Linked DNA regions of Mus musculus: regions 1, 2, 4 and 5 are each linked to region 3. A link is a contact called in public Hi-C, HiChIP or PLAC-seq and promoter capture Hi-C data. All regions are on one chromosome and are shown on one strand. The core of a region is the stretch at or near the end of the contact, and the rest is flanking DNA. Distances in the headings are between cores, read along the strand shown.

Evidence for each region. Promoter capture Hi-C pulls out the DNA fragments that hold promoters and counts their contacts. HiChIP or PLAC-seq counts read pairs in DNA pulled down with a chosen protein or histone mark. A called contact is a pair of places that touch in the nucleus more often than the background predicts.
Region 1: a contact with region 3 is called in a Hi-C map of CD8 T cells, with 2.8 times the contacts expected there. The contact joins the enhancer-like site here to the promoter of Cpm in region 3. A contact is called at or near these places in 1 of 39 promoter capture datasets (pre-B cells), 2 of 484 Hi-C or Micro-C datasets (B cells and CD8 T cells), 1 of 115 datasets of contacts at active chromatin or transcription factors (stem cell-derived neural progenitor cells) and 2 of 9 other capture datasets (adipose tissue and liver).
Region 2: a contact with region 3 is called in an H3K4me3 HiChIP or PLAC-seq map of forebrain, with 4 times the contacts expected there. The contact joins the enhancer-like site here to the promoter of Cpm in region 3. A contact is called at or near these places in 12 of 39 promoter capture datasets (the C10 cell line, the HPC-7 cell line, HPC-7-derived erythroid cells and 6 more), 1 of 15 datasets of contacts at CTCF or cohesin (large pre-B cells), 3 of 484 Hi-C or Micro-C datasets (bone marrow-derived macrophages, centroblasts and nephron progenitors), 12 of 115 datasets of contacts at active chromatin or transcription factors (craniofacial prominence, embryonic basal ganglia, embryonic limb bud and 7 more) and 3 of 9 other capture datasets (embryonic stem cells, liver and pancreatic islet).
Region 4: a CTCF HiChIP or PLAC-seq map of CD8 T cells shows a contact between it and region 3, with 7 read pairs. The contact joins the enhancer-like site here to the promoter of Cpm in region 3. A contact is called at or near these places in 11 of 39 promoter capture datasets (the C10 cell line, cranial neural crest, embryonic stem cells and 5 more), 1 of 15 datasets of contacts at CTCF or cohesin (CD8 T cells), 3 of 484 Hi-C or Micro-C datasets (B cells, CD4 T cells and CD8 T cells), 14 of 115 datasets of contacts at active chromatin or transcription factors (CD8 T cells, T-cell acute lymphoblastic leukemia, bone marrow-derived macrophages and 9 more) and 1 of 9 other capture datasets (liver).
Region 5: a contact with region 3 is called in a promoter capture Hi-C map of liver, with 3 times the contacts expected there. The contact joins the enhancer-like site here to the promoter of Cpm in region 3. A contact is called at or near these places in 9 of 39 promoter capture datasets (the C10 cell line, cranial neural crest, embryonic stem cells and 4 more), 1 of 15 datasets of contacts at CTCF or cohesin (large pre-B cells), 13 of 115 datasets of contacts at active chromatin or transcription factors (the 230-238 cell line, CD8 T cells, Th17 cells and 8 more) and 4 of 9 other capture datasets (adipose tissue, embryonic stem cells, liver and 1 more).

The regions. Positions count from the first base shown.
Region 1 is chr10:117,396,890-117,399,589 of GRCm38.p6, forward strand. No RefSeq gene overlaps it. Among named protein-coding and RNA genes, the nearest start is that of Gm40770, 16 kb to the right of the region's middle. Within about 2 kb of position 1,427, at least 33 of the 459 cell types and tissues checked have an H3K27ac peak or open chromatin away from gene starts, as enhancers often do. A contact at or near this core is called in B cells and CD8 T cells, where this site is marked.
Region 2 is chr10:117,476,993-117,479,692 of GRCm38.p6, forward strand. No RefSeq gene overlaps it. Among named protein-coding and RNA genes, the nearest start is that of Gm51783, 22 kb to the left of the region's middle. Within about 2 kb of position 1,354, at least 35 of the 459 cell types and tissues checked have an H3K27ac peak or open chromatin away from gene starts, as enhancers often do. A contact at or near this core is called in forebrain, where this site is marked.
Region 3 is chr10:117,628,056-117,630,755 of GRCm38.p6, forward strand. Cpm (carboxypeptidase M) reads left to right here and starts at 1,445. Exons shown (of 9, transcript NM_027468.1): 1 at 1,445-1,472; 2 at 1,666-1,828. The coding sequence starts at 1,669.
Region 4 is chr10:117,434,246-117,436,945 of GRCm38.p6, forward strand. No RefSeq gene overlaps it. Among named protein-coding and RNA genes, the nearest start is that of Gm32141, 12 kb to the right of the region's middle. Within about 2 kb of position 1,321, at least 152 of the 459 cell types and tissues checked have an H3K27ac peak or open chromatin away from gene starts, as enhancers often do. A contact at or near this core is called in B cells, CD8 T cells, T-cell acute lymphoblastic leukemia and 6 more, where this site is marked.
Region 5 is chr10:117,493,205-117,495,904 of GRCm38.p6, forward strand. No RefSeq gene overlaps it. Among named protein-coding and RNA genes, the nearest start is that of Gm51783, 38 kb to the left of the region's middle. Within about 2 kb of position 1,302, at least 49 of the 459 cell types and tissues checked have an H3K27ac peak or open chromatin away from gene starts, as enhancers often do. A contact at or near this core is called in Th17 cells and liver, where this site is marked.

The sequences.
Region 1 (2,700 bases), core at 177-2,676, 230 kb before region 3:
CCAGAAAGAGTTAAACTGAACGGAAATTAGTCTGTGTGACATTCCAGGTGGGATAACAGAAATGTACTCCACTACCAGAGCAGACTTCGTTGTCGTTGCAGCAATTACACCGTGGGATTTGAGGACTGTAACAAATCAGAGGCTGCTCTGCACTTCGTAGTCTTCTTCTAAACAGTAAGCAGTACTAGCTGCAGCAGCAGCAGCAGCAGCAGCAGCAGCAGCAGCAGCAGCAGCAGCAGCAGCAGCAGCAGCAGCAGAAGCTAAGCTCTATGGTGTCGCACTTCCCACACAACTTGCGCTGGGAAATCTGACTGGGTGTGGGGGGGGGGGCGGGGGGGGGGATAAAGAAAGAAAAGACACCCAGACACATGCGGGACCACGTGGGTGTGCACACTCTGATGGAGTGACACCCTACTACGCAACAACCTGGAACCTCGATGCTTTTATGGTGGCCAGCACAGACCGGAAAAGTTAGCTTGCTTCTGCATGGGAACAAGTCTCAGGCTGAAAACCGCTGAAAGAAGGAAGCTAGTTTTTTCAAACACATGATCCATGGTTTGTTAACAATTGTTGGATACATTGTTACCATTTGAACTTGGACCAAAGGAAGGGTTTGACATCCCTCTCAACCTTACCCTGGGTGTGAGGGCAGGGCTTTGCCATGCCTGTGGGTCTGGTGGGCCTGAGTAGTTGGTTCTAGACATGGCTGTGACGTTGGTTCAGGACTTCACCACTATTATTAGTATTATTATTATTACTATTATTATTAATTTATTTAATATATGTGTGTACACTGTAGCTGTCTTCGGACACACCAGAAGAGAGCATCAGATCCCATTACAGATGGTTGTAAGCCACCACGTGGTTGCTGGGATTTGAACTCAGGACCTCTGGAAGAGCAGTCAGGGCTCTTAACCGCTGAGCCATCTCTCCAGCCCAGAACTTCACCACTCACGGAAGGCTTCTCTGGCGCCTGCTTCTAGTTCTAGCTACCCAATAGGCTGAGGTGGAAGGACTGAATGGTGGATTGTTTGGGCCCAGAAGTTTGAGATAAGCCTAGGTCACACACTGAAACTTACCTTAAAAAATTTTTTTTTCTTCCTATTTCTCCTTTTTAACTTAGGGAAATTGGCTGGAGGCTGAGGAATCATGTGGACCTTATAAGGAAAACAGACATAATGTGCTTACTTCTCGTGGCTGCGACACAACCCCTAAGAGTAAACCCATGTAAAGGAGAAAGGGCATATTTGGCTCGTGTTTCCAGAACTTTCAGTCCATGGCACGCTGGTTCGGCTGCTTTTTGGCCTGTGAGGAGGCAGAGCTGCACAACCAGGAGCATCGTGGAGCAAAACCATGTAGCTCGTGGTAGCAGGGCAGCAGAGAAGGAAGGGCGGGTTGATGCGGAAACAGGAAACCATAGTATTCTCTAAGTGGGCCTCGCCTCCTACACTTCCTGCCTCTCCTCCCCCATGAGATCGGGCTTCGCTAATCCATGAACCCATCATTGGACCAATCATTGATGATGTTTCAGTCCTTAGGGTGTGCTCCCTGCCCACAGGTCCCACTGAACACTGCCGCTCAGGGGACAAAAGGCTCCGTGAACGTATAGGGTATATTTAAGATGCTGTCTTAGTGTCGCTACTGCTGTGATAAAACACCATGGCCAAAGAAGCATGGGGAATAAAGGACTTACTTGGTTTAAGTTTCTATGTCTCTCTGTACATCACCGAAGGAAAACAGGGCAGGAAACTGGAGGCAGGAGCTGATGCAGAGGCCACGGAGGGGTGCTGCTTTCTGCCTCACACCCTGTGGCTTGCTCAGCCTGTTCTCTTAGAGAATCAAGGACCACCAGCCCAGGGATAGAAACACCCACAATGGGGTGAGTCTTCCCCAGGAATCACTAATTAAGAAAATGCCTCATGCCTATAGCCTGATCTTGCAAAGACACTTTCTCAGTCGAGGCTCCCTCCTCTCTAGCTTGTGTCAAGTGACACATAACTGGGTGGGAAGACGGAAACCTGCAGATATTGTGGCATATGCCTCCAATCCCAGCTCTAGGGACACTGCCACAGCAGCATGGTGAATTAAAGGCCTACCTGGGCATAAAGTGAGCATAAAGCTAGCAGAGGCAGTATAAGACCCTGTTTTAACAACCAAAAGCTATGGTCTGGATTCAGAAACTGGATGAGATTTGATTATTGTTGCCCACAAAAAGGAAAAAGATATGGGAAGAAATGGATATTCGGGCGAAGAGAATCACAAACTGAGCCAGGAACTGTCAGTTAGCACTCACTGTCCCTTTCTTCAAAAAAGCAGGTACTGTGGTTTATGCCTGCAGTTACACTTGGACTCCTCGCTGAGGTCAGAGGATCACTTGAGCCCTGTAAGTCTGAACCAGCCTGGGCAGCATAGTGATACTCCAGGTTGGCATTTTGTCTAGGCTCTGCCCCATAGTTACCTGGCAACACCCAGGTGTATTGGGATCACTATAAAAGGGGCTGCTTACCCCCTCCCCCCTCTCTCTTCTCTTGCCTTTTTACCCTCTTCCCTTTCTGTCCCTTCTCTCCCCATTCCCCTCCCTCCTCTCTCCAATGTGCTCATGACCGGCCTCTAAGCCTCTCCTCCTCCTCCTCCTCCTCCTCCTCCTCCCCCTCCTCCTTCTCCTCCTCCTTCTTCCTTCCTCCTCCTTCTCCTTCCCCT
Region 2 (2,700 bases), core at 104-2,603, 150 kb before region 3:
TGGCTAAGATCAAAAATTCAGGTGACAGCAGATGCTGGCGTGGATGTGGAGAAAGAGGAACACTCCTCCATTGTTGGTGGGATTGCAGGCTTGTACAACCACTCTGGAAATCAGTCTGGCGGTTCCTCAGAAAATTGGACATAGTACTACCGGAGGATCCAGCAATACCTCTCCTGAGCATATATCCAGAAGATGTCCCAACTGGTAAGAAATTATTAATTTTTTAAAAAGGTTTATTTATTTATTGTATATATGTGAGTATGCTGTCACTGTCTTCAGACACACCAGAAGAGGGCGTCAGATCCCATTACAGATGGCTATGAGTCACCATGTGGTTGCTGGGAATTGAACTCACGACCTCTGGAAGAGCAGTTAGTACTCTTAACCACTAAGCTATCTCTCCAGATCCATCTCAAAATTCTTAGTAGCTGCTCAATAAGAGTCCCTTTCAGTTTTCATTGCGCTCAGCAAATTACATAACTTGTCCAGATCTCCAATGTAGTTGCTTTCATTGACCGGTCTCTTGTTCCAAGTTATTTTATTTTTTATTTTTTTTTTTTAAGACAGGGTTTCTCTGTGTAGCCCTTTTGGAACTTGCACTGTAGACCAAGCTAGCCTTGAACTCACTAAAATCCATCTGCCTCTGCCTCCCCAGTGTGTGTGCTACTAAAGCTGTGTGCTACCACAACCAGTGTCCTGGTTACTTCTTTAATGGTCCACACCTGACCTTTATCCTTGTGACTGTATCCATTTTCCAGACTTTCTTACTTTTCCTCTTCCACCCCAAGGCCTGGAGCAGCAGTGCTCAAACTGTGGGCTGTGACTCCTTAGTGGGAGTCGAGCGACCCTTCCACAGGGGTCACATATCAGTTAGCCTACACACCAGATACTTACATTACAATTTAGAACAGTAGTAACAATACGATTATGAAGTGACCACAACAATAATCTTACAGTTGGAGGCCATCACAACATGAAGAACTGTATTAAGGGCCACAGCACTAGGGAAGACTGAGAAACCGCTGGCCTAGGGAATGGCTGACATGTTGTAAATGCTCAGACAATGTCTGCAGACGCCCCGAATGGCCCGAAGAGAAACCAACAATATTCCCATGGCAAAGGTAAGAAGCTGATTATTGGGATTAAGTCACATTTGGGATCAGGTTCCTTCTGAAAGAGGTCATTAACTCCGGATACTCCGTCTCTGCCTCCTCCTCAGCTCCTTTTCTGTTTGAGCTGTAAGCTGCTTTCACGCATGACTGTTCACGCTGCGTCCCTGTTCACCCTAGCCCTGATTCTGCAAGGCGAGCCGGGAACGCTGTACTGATTCAGACAGCCGTGGTCAAAGAGACAGGCCGGCCAATGCGCAGTTCAGACTTCAGGATTCAGGCTTCCAGGAGTTTTTGTGTGACCTTGGAGCATAAACGGCGGCGGCGCTGTTTCCACACAGAGGGATGAAGGGACTCCATCCTGCTCTCTCCTGGTAACGCACCCAGCAGACGTGGAGTATCAGAGCAACACCAGAGAAGCCGGGCTCAGTGATGGAGCATGTACAAGGAGAACCTATCCATAATATACAGCCCTCCCTCCCACCCACCCGCCCCAGCTCCACGCATGCTCACAACAGCAGCACGCCTACATTTGTACTGCTGGTTGTGGTGGAAGTGTTGCTCTTGGCTTTTTGTTTGTTTTGTTGGCAGTAATTGGGGTGAAATATAGGAGGCCTTTATACAAGATAGGCAAGCTTTCTCATCGCAGAGTTAAATCTCCATTCCACTTTGGGTTTTACGTTTTACTTTGAGACAGGGTGTCATTAAGTTGCTTAGGTTGGCCCTGAACTCACTCTGTAGTTCTGGACTCAAACCGGTGACCCTCCAGCGTGAGCTTGGGTTTCCTTGGCTATGAAAAGACTTGATGAAACATGAAAAGCTGGGAATGGCGGGGCACCCCCTTAATCCCAGCACGGGGACACACAGTTGAATGAGTTATTTTGGCATTTTTATTATTGCATTTGTTGTTATTAAGCAGTTGTGGGTGGGGGCAGTTCATACCGGGATTAGATGGTTACTTTCATGTCTCTTATCAGTATCTCTTGACTAGTCAGCTTGGAACATTGGCTACTGACTTCCTGCTACCACAGACAAGGGTTCCACCTCTGTCTCCTGCCCCTACACCTTTGCCCTCCCTCCTTCTGACACAGAGCACCACACTCTGTTCTTCATTTTCTTTCATATCTTGGGCAAAAAAGGGAAGAAAACTGCTTGTTCTCAGCCCAGTGCCACGAACTCAGATACAATCTTAGTGTAAACCGCTCTATCAGATCTTCCCCAGAGGAGAACTCAGATAGGGCTTTTAAATGTAGAAAACAGAGACTACTCTCTAAGGACAATGAGATCTCAGGAATTCTCTTTGGGTTTCTGGACCATTTGACTCCTGACCCCTCTATCTCTCTCTTCCTTCCCTCCTTCCTCCTTTCCCTCCTTCCTCCCTTCCCTCCCTCCTTCCTCCCTTCTCTCCTTCCTTCCTCCCTTCCCTCCTTCCTTCCTCCCTTCCCTCCTTTCTCCCTTCCCTCCTTCCTCCCTCCCTTCCTTCCTTCCTTCCTTCCTTCCTTCCTTCCTTCCTTCTTCCTCCCTCCCTCCCTTCCTTCCTTTCTTTTAAAAGAAGTTCTTCTTCCTTAACTATTTTTTGTTTTGCTTTGGA
Region 3 (2,700 bases), core at 195-2,694:
ACTTACTGCCTGAAATCACAGGAGACCTTGAAGATCCCTCAGACCTCATAACCTTACACCATCTGTATTTGTAAGAGAGGGCAGGCAGTCCTTCACCCCAGGTTCTCCACTGTGTCCCTCCCCACTTAAACCTCTAAAACAGTGGCTCTCAACCTTCCTAATGCTGCAACCCTTTAATACATTTCCCTATTTTGTGCTGACCCCCCGCCTAACCATAAAACCATTTCGTTGTGACTTCATTGTAATTTTGTTACTCTTATGAAACGCAAAGTAAATATCTGTTATTCAGGAAATCCCTGTGAAAGTCCCTATGTCCTCAGGGGGTCTCCACCCACAGGCTGAGAACCTCTGCTTTAAAACATTAATTCTTTTATTAGTCGTATGTAAGGGGCGGGCGGGGGGGGGGGCGCGGTGCAGCAAGGATCACGTTGTGCCTGTTGCCGTCAGAGAACAACTCAGTGGAGTCGGTCTCTCCTTCTACCTTTAGATGGCTTCTGAGACTGCAATTCCGGGAGCCAGATTCGCAGCCCAAGAATCTTAATCCTCTCAGTGATCTCTCCTACCCTCAAGGACCCTTTTAAGAAAAACCCTCTCCTTCTGTACACTGGGAAGAAAATTCCATCCCCTCAATTTGGGATGGTCCCTGCCGTCACTATTTAAAAAGAATCTGTTCAAGATGTGTTATAACAAATCGGTAGTTTTCCGAGTTTGTTTGCCCCAGACCCTTGCAGGAGCCGGTGTTTCTTTAACAGTGTATGTAAATCCATGGGACAGAGAGACTGTGCGTGTGGTGCCCTTTAGAACATGATGGCCCCTTGTCACGAACCCACTTCTCACCAGTCACGATCTGTGTTCTCTTTAATGCAAACACAGGTCACCCCCTCCACCCAGAAAGCAGAATTTTAGGCAGAAGCACCGGAACTGGCCTGAGGACCACGGAGCAGCGACGACAGCAGCTCTGCTTTTGTCCTGCGAGTTGGTCACAAACTCAACTCTGATTCAGTCAAATGCTATCTACTAGACACTTTTGTTGGACATGGTCCTGTACCGCACACTCGGCACACGTAAGGCTCACACACATGTTCTCTCTTGAAAGCTCCCTGGCTTTCTCAGTTGCAGCACAGGGCTGAAAGCCTGGCCCAGCTTGGACTCCAGGTGGCCCGCCCACCGCCCACCGTGGGCACCATCTGCGCAGCGTTCCCGGGACCGCGGTGGCGGAGGGCAGGCCCCACGTCCAACACGGGCTCCGACAGGTCATGCCCCACCGCCCACCAGGCTCGCTCGCTGTCCTCAATACCCTGCAGGGCACGTTGTCCTGGGAGCTAGGGCGGAGATCCCGCCCCACGGGGCGGGAGCGGCGCGGAGCGGGCGTGTTGGTGGGCGTGTCGCCCGGGGCCCGCCCCTCTGTCCGGACTATAACTCCCCCGAGCGCCCAGCGCTCGCCGGCGGGCGGAGACGCGCGCCTGGTACTGGTGAGGTTTGCGGAAGGGTGCTGCTGCGGGGACTCGGGCGGGCTGCGGGGCTCCGGTGGGAACACCTTCACCTGGCTCCTCGGAGGAGGGAGCGTAGAGCTCAGGTGCCCCCGAGGGCGGAGAGGACTCGGGGCTGGCGATGCCCGCGCTTCTCCGTGGCGGACCCAGCTGCTCACTTCTCCTCCATCTCTAGGACATGGACCGCGCGCGCCTGTGGCTGGGGCTTCTGCTGCCCGTGGTGGCCGCCCTGGATTTCCGATATCACCACCAGGAAGGGATGGAGGCGTTCCTAAAGAGCGTGGCTCAGAACTACAGTTCGATCACGCACTTGCACAGCATCGGGAAATCTGTGAGAGGTAGGTGGCTTCCTGCGCACATCCCTAACCCTCAACCCGCGTTCAAAAGTAAGTTGAACGACAGCGTCTGGTCCCCTGTTGGTGAGGCTCTCCAAACGCGCTCCACGCAGGTAAAGCACACCTTGCCCAGTCAGGGGTTTCCTGCTTTTGTTTGTTGTTGTTTGTTGGTTGATTTTTTGTTTTTATTTTTGTTTTGTTTTTTCAATTTTGTTACATCAGGAGAGCGGTAAGAGGAACTGTATATATATATTGTCGTTTCTCTACAGAGAGTCATTGTCGCTTAGTCCTCTGTTTTATTGCCGTTGGGGATCGGGAAGTAATTATCTGAGAGGTGTATCTTCGTTCCTTTTCAGGGTAAACATCTTCCTCAGTTTCCCTTTTTGTTGGCTTCCTTGCATACTGATTGTGACTGTTAACTACGGATTCCTCAGGTCATTTTAAAACTAGACAGTGCCATACTTTTGTCGAGTTCTACACATATGTGATTAACCCGATAGCTTAAAGTTATGAGAAAATGTAGGTCTATGTCTAAAGGCTGTTTTTGAAGGATACACCTGCTTGGTAGTAAGTCACAACGAATGATCTCCTTAGCATTTGCAAATGTATCACTTAGTCTGCTTTACTTTTGAAACTATATATTCTTAGTGGAGAGAGTAGATGGGGATCCAAGAAGTTAAGAATTTTGGTCGAGTTACCTAGATGGCGATTCTATCCATCCATCCATCTAGCTAGCTAGCTCCTGGAGATAAAACTCAAGACCTCATTTGTGTTCCGCATTGTATCGTTAACCTAACCTGCTAGCCATAGAGGGTGAAGTTTTAGCCAGGACCTGCACCTGATCATTTTGGGTGGGGCAAATAAATTTAGCAGCT
Region 4 (2,700 bases), core at 71-2,570, 190 kb before region 3:
GCTACTGAGTTCGCTCCCTTAGGCATTCGCCTCCTGGAACTCCAGACGAGTTCTTGGTCATCTTTTGCCATGATTTTACCAATCCTCAGAGCAGCAAAGGTATTTCTTAGAAAGTCCCAGGTAACGGGTGACCTGAACCTGGAGCCAATAACTTGAAGAGGTTCCTAATGTGTCCAGCCCTGTTCCAGGCAACCTGCGTGTATTTCTTCATCTAATTCGTCCAATAGTGCCATGAAGTAGGTCCTTGCTAGTGTTAATTCAGCACTGAAGAAACCAAGCAAGGCTGGGGTGAGGGGTTGGGGTTGGGGTTGGGGGAGCTGGCAGAGTGCTTGCTAAATTTGTGCAAAGTCCACAGCTCAATTCCCTATTCTCCAGAAAGCAGGTATGGTCGCACGTGCCGGTAATCCCAGCACGCAGGAGGATCCGAAGATCCAGGCCATCCTCAGCTATATAGAAAGTCCAAGGCCAGCCTGGGGTACTTGAGACCCTGGCTCAACACAGATGAGTAAGTTAATTAATAATAAAAAAGTTTAAAGAAAATAAAAGAAATCAAAATGCAGAATGTTCAAGTAGCTTGTATGTGCTATCAGACAAGAATTTCAACAAGCTGTCTAAATCGAGGGATCCTTTAAACTAATATTTAAGAATAGCCCATACAGTGTGTTCAGACGCCTCTTATCTGTTTAAAGAGCCGGCTCAAACCAGCCTGGAGACAGAATATTTTCAAACGTGAACCATCTGGTTGTTACAAGTCAAACCACAGGAAGCCTGCATTAGAGTTGGCTCTCCGGTTGACTGTGCCCAGCCTCTCTCTCTCTGGTTTCCGCTTCTCTTTGAGTGTTGACTTCATTCTCTCAAATAATGGCGGTGCTTCAGACTTGTTTTCAGTGTGCTTATTAAAGAGTACCCTCAGGATCAGCTGCAAGACTGGGCAGAAGAGGAAGTCAAGCCACGATGCTCTCAACCAGGGTCAGCTCAGTAAGAGCTTCAGAATTCTGCGCTAACAAAGAGACAGAGTAAATAAAAATGACCCGAAGGCCTTCCCGTGGCCCGGAATCTGACCTCAGCAGTGACAGTATATGACTTTGTTGATTGTGCTGACCTCTATCATTGAAATGTCCCGAGGGACTGAAGAGCACGCATACCAATGAGAGAAAAATGTCACTGCGACGAGGGCCGGAATCTTGCGACTCCATCAGGGAGAATTCTCCCTTTCATGGTGGCTCCCAGATCTCGTTTAGCCTGTAAGCTAACAAGAAGAAGAGGCGGTCAACGCACACGTGGTGGCCATCACGACAAACGGGATGACCTAAGAGACAAACGATTAGACGGCAGCGCCACCGTGTGGTAGTCCACGTCCTCACCGCAAGCTGAGGTCGGAAGAGGGTGTCTCTGTGATCAGGAAACGTGCAGTTTTTGTGACATACAAGCAAAGGGGAAGGGCAGGTCCGCGTCCCCACACTGGATTCATATTTTCTGGATTTGTTGATGCCCTCCCCCAGTTCTGATCTTGCTGGCCTCTGTACTGCCTGCCTTACCTATCTGAACTGACCGTGTACCTGTGAGCATCCAGTGTAATATGTTTATTCCACACAGATTAATTTCAAGTCCTCGGGGCAGTTTTCCGTCTGCTCTGTGCATAGTGCACAAGGCTAATACAGTTACAAGAGCCCAGAATGTGGCGCCGGCCCAGCTCTCTGGTGATGCTGCTGCACGCACACACGCGGCACTATGCTGACACCTTCCTTTTCTAGATCTCTTGAATAATCCACGTTGTTCTGCTCTGCATCGGCCTCCTTTAGATACTCCAGGAACTGCTAAACACTCGCTTCTCTCTGAGGACACGTCTAGTTCTTGAGCTCCTTGCTTCAGTTTAAAATTGAACTACCTGGCTCACCCACTCTGCGTTTTCACAAGATGCCTGGTTACCTACCATTTAGTCCAGGTTCTGCCGTTAGGGGTCCCACGCTCTGTTTAGCCTTTGAGCGGCAGGTCTAACACTGGATCAAATCTCCTTGCTGTGGCTGGCCTTTGGCCATCTGTCCCAGAAGGGCAAGCCTTGTTCTCCCAAACTCCCTCTGTCCTCTCTGGATTCTTCCGTATCGCCAGCATCTCAAGTAGAAGAACCCAAACTCTTGCTGAAGCAAACCTCCACCCATTCCAGAACAAAGCCAGGGCGGTCCTCAAGCCAGCCAGGTTTCCCCGGCTATGGGCATCTGTTTTCCATGGCATGGTGGCTGCACCAAGAATGAGGTCCTCTCTCCGTTAAAGGGCACACCCTTCAGAGAGGACCTGGAGCACAGGACTCTCCTGTGTCAACAGCAAGTGTCTGGGATGTGATGCACTCAGTCAGCACTTTGGTCCATTGTTGAGTAGACAGAGCACTTCCGGGGAACATCGTGGAGGGATAGGGGACAATTACACTGAGAGCATTAATGCATTCAAGTTTTACAGTAGGGTTGTTACTTCTATCCACAGGTTTCTAAGCATATCTCTCTGTGTGTGTGTGTGTGTGTGTGTGTGTGTGTGTGTGTGTGTGTGTGTGTGTGTGTGTAAATGTATGCATTCCACGGCAATTGTCTATTGAGTTTGCTCCTGGATTACCTGACTCCTCTCATCACCTCCAGGTCTAATTCTTAGCAACACGAGGACGATATTGCGCCACCTACTGTCCAAATGTGTCCTGCCCTTTCTGCTTCA
Region 5 (2,700 bases), core at 52-2,551, 130 kb before region 3:
CTGCATGCATCCCACCAATAGATATGTGTTAAGTACCGACTACACAAGTGTGTGTTGACTAATGAAGATGAATATTTTCTCCATTGGAGAGAAACTGTGGGGTCTGATCATTTGAAGGAGGGGGTAGTAGGAGGCGAAAGACAAGCATAGTCAACCTATTACAATATGATAACACAAACCTGTTGAGAATCTTGTGTTTCTACAAAAGTGACATTTAAACAAAGACCTAAAGGTTGGCTGAGCCAATAAGTGATGGATAGAGTCTTATCACCAGTGACTGAAGGCCTCTAGTTTCTGATCCAGCAATGTGATGCTAACTCTGAACTTTTCTGGATGAGAGAAGGCAAGGGTTATACTAGACACAGGCTGCTACCCAGTCATGTCTTTTCCAGAAAGAAAGGGTAATATTAAAACAAACAAACAAACAACCAAGTTTGAAAATTACTTAGAAAAATATTTCAAAAGTTAAGAAATGTCAAAGCTTGATTGACACTTTGTAATGTCCTAAGCAGCATATTTGGATGTATCTTTGGGACAATCTCACTGAGGACCCTAAACTAAGAAGCTGTCTGGCCTCTGGCTCCATTCTGTTTAGGGGAACTAACACACACATTTGGCATCAGGAAAAAGACTTCAGCCTGTAGCTAATACCTTCCTTATATACAGAGTAACTTTTTCAACAGACCCATGTTCACATACCTCAGCACTAATTCCCTTTGATACTTGAAAGACACAAGGCTAAGTAGGTTAAGGATTAAAGGGAGTACCTGAGAAAGGATTTTTTTTTCTTGTTTCGCTTTACTCATTTAAAGAAGATAATGCCTCTCAGAAGATGGGATGGAATTTCCTAGCAGAAACCACAGGATCCGGTTGCAGGGCCGAGTGCGCGTGGGGAGGGGGGGGGGAGGGGGCAGGGGGGAGGGGCGGGGGGGATGGAGAGGGTGAGTTTAATAAGTGGTACTTTCAGCCTTTAAAAGCCTGCCTCTCATAACTAAAACTTTCCAAGGCTTCCTCAAGCATCCTTGAGGCAACACCCACTCACCAAGGTCTCCCCCACCTTCCTTTAACATCAGGCAGGAAAGAATCTTTTCAACGGAAAGAGGTGTATACGTGCAGGAATTAAAAACCAAGCGAGGGAATCAAATACGATACATGTGAGAAAGCTGGGCCACGCTGCCGCTTGTGGTCTGCGCTTTCATCCAGATTTTTCTTTCTGTTGGAGCACAGCATAAGCTTTTCAAAGCTGCCTCTTCCTCCTCTTCTCGGGCTGGAATCTCAGATCGATTTCACCGCTGGCCTTTTTACACTTTGTAACATTGGGGAAGGCGGTCCGGTCACGTGGTATAGTGATAACGTTGCGTACACAGACCCGTGAGATCTTCCAAACAAAGGTCTGGGTTACAGCCAGACCACCAGACTGTGAAACTCGTTGAATAGTACAAGAGACACGTTTCTTAAGATTTAGAGCTGTGACCCCCATTTGTTTGCTTTCACTCTCTCAACTGGGCTGGGCTCATGGAGGACCTGGTTCATTCCTTTATCTCTACAAGGTGACAAACTCTCAACCAAGGCACGGTTTCTCTTTAGTCAATAGTTGCAGAGGGCTCCTCTCTCATAGGAAACAAAAATATAGCAGCCCAGGGTTTGGAGAACATCAACTCGCGCTGCAAGACCGTTTTATGGCTGTTCTTTTTCTGAGGACACTCTATGCTTTCCAAAGCCAAGAAAAAAAGGAGGAAAAAGAAAGTTAAAGAAGATAAAGACTGCAGCAAAGGCACACAGTGGGCGTCCTGGTCCACCTTCTATTACTGTGACAAACACCGCGGTCAAATACAGTGTCTCTAGTCACCTGCCTATGACGAAAGGATCTCTTTGGTTTATATGTTTTAATCAAAGTCCGTCACTGCTGGACCCTGGAGGCAGGAGCTGATGCAGAGGCCATGGAGGGATGCTGCTAGCTGGCTTGTTTCCCATGACTTGCTCAGCTTTCTTTCTTTTCTTTTTTTTTTTTTTAAAGATTTATTTATTTATTATATGTAAGTACACTGTAGCTGTCTTCAGACACTCCAGAAGAGGGCGTCAGATCTTGTTACAGATGGTTGTGAGCCACCATGTGGTTGCTGGGATTTGAACTTCAGACCTTCGGAAGAGCAGTCGGGTGCTCTTACCCACTGAGCCATCTCACCAGCCTCAGCTTGCTTTCTTATAGAACCCAGGTTTGCCTGCCTAGGGTTGGCACTGCCTCCTGCGGGCTGGGCCCTCTCCTATCAAACTGATCAAGAAAATGCCCTAAAGACTGGCTCATAGGAGATTCGATGGAGGCATTCTTTTTTTTTTTTTTTTTTTCTCCATTGAGGTTCCTCTTCCCAGATAACTTTTCTGTGTTAAGTTGACAAACAACGAACCACAATAGGGAAAAGAAAAATGTAACTGAGACCCTATGGTTTCTTTCTCTTTTTTTCCTTTTCCTTTTCCTTTTCCCTTTCCCTTTTCCTTTTCCTTTTCCTTTTCCTTTCCTTCTTCTTCTTCTTCTTCTTCTTCTTCTTCTTCTTCTTCTTCTTCTTCTTCTTCTTCTTCCTCTCTCTCTCTCTCTCTCTCTCTTTCTCTCTCTCTCTCTTTGTCTTCTCCTAGTTTTAATTTCGTTCCTATCATTTACTGAATTTAATGTAAAACATTTAGCATTTTGCAAGGTATGCCTGA